Regions from separate parts of the Mus musculus genome. Here region 2 is linked to region 1. The links are chromatin contacts, called in public HiChIP or PLAC-seq maps. All regions are on one chromosome and are shown on one strand. The core of a region is the stretch at or near the end of the contact, and the rest is flanking DNA. Distances in the headings are between cores, read along the strand shown. Region 1 holds the start of Ostm1 (osteopetrosis associated transmembrane protein 1). Region 2 has its middle 37 kb from the start of Ostm1.

What was found. HiChIP or PLAC-seq counts read pairs in DNA pulled down with a chosen protein or histone mark.
Region 2: a contact with region 1 is called in an H3K4me3 HiChIP or PLAC-seq map of intestinal crypt epithelium, with 5 read pairs. The contact joins the enhancer-like site here to the promoter of Ostm1 in region 1. A contact is called at or near these places in 1 of 39 promoter capture datasets (macrophages), 1 of 15 datasets of contacts at CTCF or cohesin (CD8 T cells), 1 of 484 Hi-C or Micro-C datasets (rod photoreceptor), 5 of 115 datasets of contacts at active chromatin or transcription factors (embryonic forebrain, embryonic stem cells, intestinal crypt epithelium and 1 more) and 2 of 9 other capture datasets (adipose tissue and embryonic stem cells).

What each region holds. Positions count from the first base shown.
Region 1 is chr10:42,677,558-42,680,325 of GRCm38.p6, forward strand. It overlaps Ostm1 (osteopetrosis associated transmembrane protein 1), which reads left to right and starts at 1,359. Exons shown (of 6, transcript NM_172416.3): 1 at 1,359-1,840. The coding sequence starts at 1,427.
Region 2 is chr10:42,714,137-42,716,904 of GRCm38.p6, forward strand. No RefSeq gene overlaps it. Among named protein-coding and RNA genes, the nearest start is that of Ostm1, 37 kb to the left of the region's middle. Within about 2 kb of position 1,450, at least 34 of the 459 cell types and tissues checked have an H3K27ac peak or open chromatin away from gene starts, as enhancers often do. A contact at or near this core is called in intestinal crypt epithelium and intestinal villus epithelium, where this site is marked.

The DNA.
Region 1 (2,768 bases), core at 109-2,608:
TCTTTTTAATTAATTAATTAATTATTTTACACTCCATATTTTATTACCCCCCCCAACTCTCCGACTGATCCACATCCCGTACCTCCTCCCCATACCTCTGTCTCTACATGGATGTCCCCACCCCTCACATCCTACTCTTGAGCACATTATATCCTGGCCTCTTGCTTTATTCCAGTGTCTACTGCAATGACTTATTAATAGGCTTTCTTTTGATTTGTTATTATGGTTCTCTCTCTCTCTCTCTCTCTCTCTCTCTCTCTCTCATGTCTCTGGGTTGACAGAATGCTTGCTTGCTTAGCACACACCAGGCCCTGGGTTTGGTCTCCAGCACCACAAACACCTGGCAATGGGGGTACATGGTGGCACTTTCAGCAGGGAGGCAGGAAGATCAGAATTTCAAGGCCATTCTCTGGTATAGCGCAAACATGTTTCTTAGTGTGTTAGAGAACTAGCCTGAGTTACATGAGGCTTGTCTCCAAGAAGAAAAATACCTATATGTATTAATATTATATAATGTATACATATTTATTATCATAACATATATTATACATTACATAATATACAATATAACATATTACAACATATCATAAAATGCTACGTGTCACATATTACATGTTATATATTAATATTACATATTATGTTACAATATGTTATGTAATATATGGTATAATAATCGTATAATATAGAATATATAATAATAACATAGTGGGGTATGCTCAAGTGTATGTATTAGGTAGGATTTCTATTGCGCTAAAACACTACACCCAGATCCGAGCCGTACACAGGTGTCACTAGTCAGATAGTTATATTTAAATTAAGTGACATTGGACAATTAGTTCTATCATCGTAGTAGCTACAATTCAAGGGTTCAGCTGCTACATGTGGGTAGTGGCTTCCCTATTAACTAAGACGTGGACTATATTCATCACCCCAGGAAGTTCTGTTCGGGGTAGATAGTTGAGAATTAAAATCAATCAATCAAGCCTTTTGAAGCCACAAGTTCCAAAACCAGAACTGCCAACGGATGTTATCCACTCTCCAGAGGAGATGAAGAAATTTTACTAATCCAGAGCCAATGAAAATGAACACCTGCCCAAACCATCAGTCTACTGGGTTTTTCTGGGAGCTCACTCGGCAGTCATCTCCCTGGAGTTCCAGCAACCAGAACAAACTCCACAGGCTCATGGAAGGCGGGGAACTGCAGGGTGCAGAGCGTGCAAGACGGAGGCCTGGGATGCACTGGGGTTGCAGCAGCTCTACAGACCTCCAAGCGGGGCGCGCTCACACCCGCGCGCCTCCGGAGGCAGGTGGGCGGGGCCGTGACGCACTCACCTCGTGACTCCACTCAGGGCCTGCGCCGGCCGAAGCCGGAAGCGGCTGCTGTCGGAAGCACCGGGCGAGCTATCTGTTACAGTCCGGCCCGGGGATGGCTCGGGACGCGGAGCTGGCGCGCAGTAGCGGGTGGCCGTGGCGGTGGCTGCCGGCGCTGCTGCTGCTGCAGCTGCTGCGGTGGAGGTGCGCCCTGTGCGCGCTCCCCTTCACCAGCAGTCGGCACCCAGGCTTTGCGGACCTGCTGTCGGAGCAGCAGCTGTTGGAGGTGCAGGACTTGACCCTGTCTTTGCTGCAGGGCGGAGGTCTAGGGCCGCTGTCACTGCTACCTCCGGACCTGCCGGATCTGGAGCCTGAGTGCCGGGAGCTGCTGATGGACTTCGCCAATAGCAGCGCCGAGCTGACCGCCTGTATGGTGCGCAGCGCTCGGCCCGTGCGCCTCTGCCAGACCTGCTACCCGCTCTTCCAACAGGTCGCAATCAAGATGGACAACATCAGCCGAAACATCGGGGTGGGTAGAGGAGCAGCCTCGGCACCTGGGGGGGGGGGGGGTTGGGAAAGTAAGGAAACGGCATTGGACGGTCTGTGGAGTTAGGGTATCAGAAACAAGCGGGTGACTTTAGGGGCTTATGGCTTGGAATGCTGTCCCCCTGGATGCTGTAAGCCGGCATCTTCTTGGGACAGGTTTGCTGGAACATTGCAGCGAACATACCCAGAGCCACCAGTTTCTATCAGTGTGACCTTTATTATTTTTCAAAGTATTGAGTTCGGTTCCATCCTGTTTATCAGCTTGTTCTCTGGCAAGTTAGTGACATTCTCTGCTTGTTTTCTCATCCGGAAAGTGGGGACAAAGAGAGGCCACACAAAGCGACATACAGTAATAGTTCGTGGTCGGTGAGTTGCCATTTTAGGATAGTCTGCCTTCTCTGTAACTCGAGAGCTTTCCTGGTCACTTGGAAGGTAATGTGAAGGACTTAATGAAGGCAAACCAAAAGAGGAAGACACAGTCTTTGCCTCTAAGAACTGTATAAATTAGGAAAGGATTACGGTGTCGGCCACCGTGAGAGTCACAGGGTTGCCTGGTAAAGGAAAAATAAGGAGGACACAGGGATTGGGGGTGGAAATGGTTCTTGCGTCCTGAGGGGCCAAGTAGTCTCATGAAAAATGTGGCTTCAGTTGCTTTAGAGGTCGTAATTGACTAAACTAAATAGAAATGTCAATAGGTGTATCTTGTTTTTAATCTAGCCTAATGTTACTAAGCAGATTTTTTTTTTTTTTGTAAATGGGGACATTCATTTGCATTAAGTAAAGTCCAGAGTCACTCTTTGTGGAAAGATTTGGCTTTCAAGGCAGTTTAAATAGGAGTGCATGCAGTATTTTTCAGATTCGCTCCTTTCTCTATGACTTTAATATGCAGCGTTGTATTTGATTTTGAGCAG
Region 2 (2,768 bases), core at 200-2,699, 37 kb after region 1:
CCACTTCCAGCTCCAGAGGATCTGATGCCCTCTTCTACACACACACACACACACACACACACACACACACACACACACACACACACACAAATACAGCCCTTGAGAAAGAAAACGCGGTGCTTAACTTTTTTTTTTCCCTTTAACAAAATCCCATTAATTTCCTATGTAAATCAATACAGAAAAAAAAAAGTACAATTCAAGGACTGTGGTCTCAAACTGAATTTTCTGAACGCCAGTGGATCTTGTTTTAAACACCTGTAGTGTTGTGTTGCTTTGACATTTTTAGCGGCTCCAGAAGGAAATCTGATTTCAGAGAGGAGGAGAACCACTGTACATCACGTGACTAACGTGGTCCCAAGACCCTCACGTCCTACTCTTAGCTTTTGAGCCCTTTCCTACCCGCTCTTACACACACTGAGAAGTTGGTGACCTCTCCCTCAGGGGCTTTCTCCTTTCCTCAGATTTGGCTTAAGAGAAATCCCTGCAGGGGGGCGAGTTAAAACAACACATTTGATACCCCTGTGGTGGTCACTCCCTCTCGCTCTTTGATTCGAACTTATCCCTTAAATTCCATCTCTTTCAGCCACTCTAGAAATAATCCTACCCAATTCAGTTTATGTCAAAGCCCTGGTGCTGGATAAAGTCCTCTCATTTGCTTAGTGAAGAAATATCATTTGTCCCCTAAGACAGGCAGGCAGTATGCCAGGTCTTGAGGCTGCAGCGGTGACCCCGACAGAAGCGGGGTCACCTGATCTCGCAAACCTTTGATCTAGTGATTATGACACTGCGGGTGTGCTGGAGCCCAGATAAACACCAAGTAGGATCCAGGCTGAAAATCAAGGATTACAAAATATAACCAATCGGCATGGAACTTGGTCACATGTAGGCAATAGCATTTTATTTTTTAAAAAATCGAATTGCATATTCCTTTAAATGGGATGATTATTATTTCTTTGTCTGTTTTAATAAAGGATTCTACTAGTCCATGAAAAGCCAGGTTGGTTACAAAAGTGCACAGATTTCAAACCTCTAGCTCAGCCAATCTTGCAGAGAGCGTGCCCTAGTTCTCTCGGTAGTGTAATCGCTATTAAAAAGGTGGCCTCTAAGAGAAGAAGACTCCTTAGGCTGGTAGCAATCATCACTTTCCAGTGGCTAAGAAAATGGAAGCATTCCTCCGGAGAGGAACGAGAGTTTCTTATGAAGAGTTGGGCACAGCCTCTCTTGAATTGAGGGCCGGTAGCTTTTTACACTGTTCTTCTGCGTGGCTTTGAGGGTCACGCCTCAGAAGTAAGACTCAGCTCAGAAGAGGATCGGAGTGACAGTCTCTCTCCCTCTGTCCTGTAACTATCCATTCCCTCTCATTCCAGTTTCCTCCTCCCCGTCTCTCTAAGTCTCTCTCACCCGTACTGCCACGACCTGACAGCTTATTGGAGACTTTAACCACGCCCACTGTTCAGGGCTTGGGCGGCAGGCTGCGCAGTGGGAGGGTTGAGGTTTCTTTGGGTCAAGGTGTAGTTAAAAGCCGCTGAGGGGAAATCTTGCACCAAACCTCAGGTCCTCAACTCCAAAACAGCAATCACAGTCAACCACCACCACAAGGCAAGAAGGAAAAGGAGGCGGGAGGGAAAGAGAAGGTGCTAGTAGCCGCAGAGATTTTCTCCCAAGTATGTGCCAATCTCCTTAGAAATGTTGTAATTAAGCCCCAATTAGCCTCGTCTGGAGGCAACGCAAAGCCCCCAGTTCTGTAAGGTTAGCCAAAGGCCTGTGCATATTCCCCAGGAGGAGATAAAACGTGACAGCATGCACCGAACAAAATTCCCAGTTTTCACCTCATTAAACAGATAGCAATAACCCATGAGGCTGCTAACGCTGCCGTGACTGTGTGTCTTATGTAGGCTCGCTCCCTCTCCTGACGGGGTTTAACCTCTAATGTATAGACTTCTGTGCTTATCAATCTAGCATACATCCACTAGTTTATCTGTTTCTCTTTCTGCCACCACCATCCTTCAGAGCTCCTCCATGGCTCATTTGCAGGCCTGCCCCTTTGGTGCCCCTATTGCCGCTTGCAGGAGTTACTGCTTATGTGCCTGCTAGCCTAGGGCCTGATTTCTTTAAAAGATGAATACATTTGGTAAGAGTTTTCTAGGTCTCTGTTAGGAAGTTAGGAACTCTTTCCCTTAGGTCTGGCCTCTACACATTGAGACAAACTCCATATAAATGTTTAAGGATAGCTTGGCCTGTAATGAATCCTAACCTGTTTGGACAGTAAGACTTTGTTCAGCGGCAAGAAATTTTTCTAAGTTCTGTTTCTCAAAGTGTTATAGAGTAACCATCTGTTGTTAACATTTATTTCTTTTTCTTTTCTTTTTTTTTTTAAAAAAAGATTTATTATTTATCCATTTAATGTATATGAGTACACTGTAGCTGTCTTCAGACACACCAGAAGAGGGCATCAGATCCCGTTACAGATGGTTGTGAGTCACCATGTGGTTGTTGGGAATTGAACTCAGGACCTTAACTGTTGAGCCATCTCTCCAGCCCAATCCAATTTATTTCTTTTTTTTAAAAGACAGATTATTTTTAGTACCATCATCATCATCATCATCATCATCATCATCATCATCATCATCATCATGGAGCCCTGGCTATCCTGGTACTTGCTATGTAGACCAGGCTGGGCTTGAACTCACAGCCTGCTTCATCTTCTTGAGTGTTGTTGGCTTTAAAGGCATGAGTCACCACAACTGACTTAGTTATTGAAATTTTTA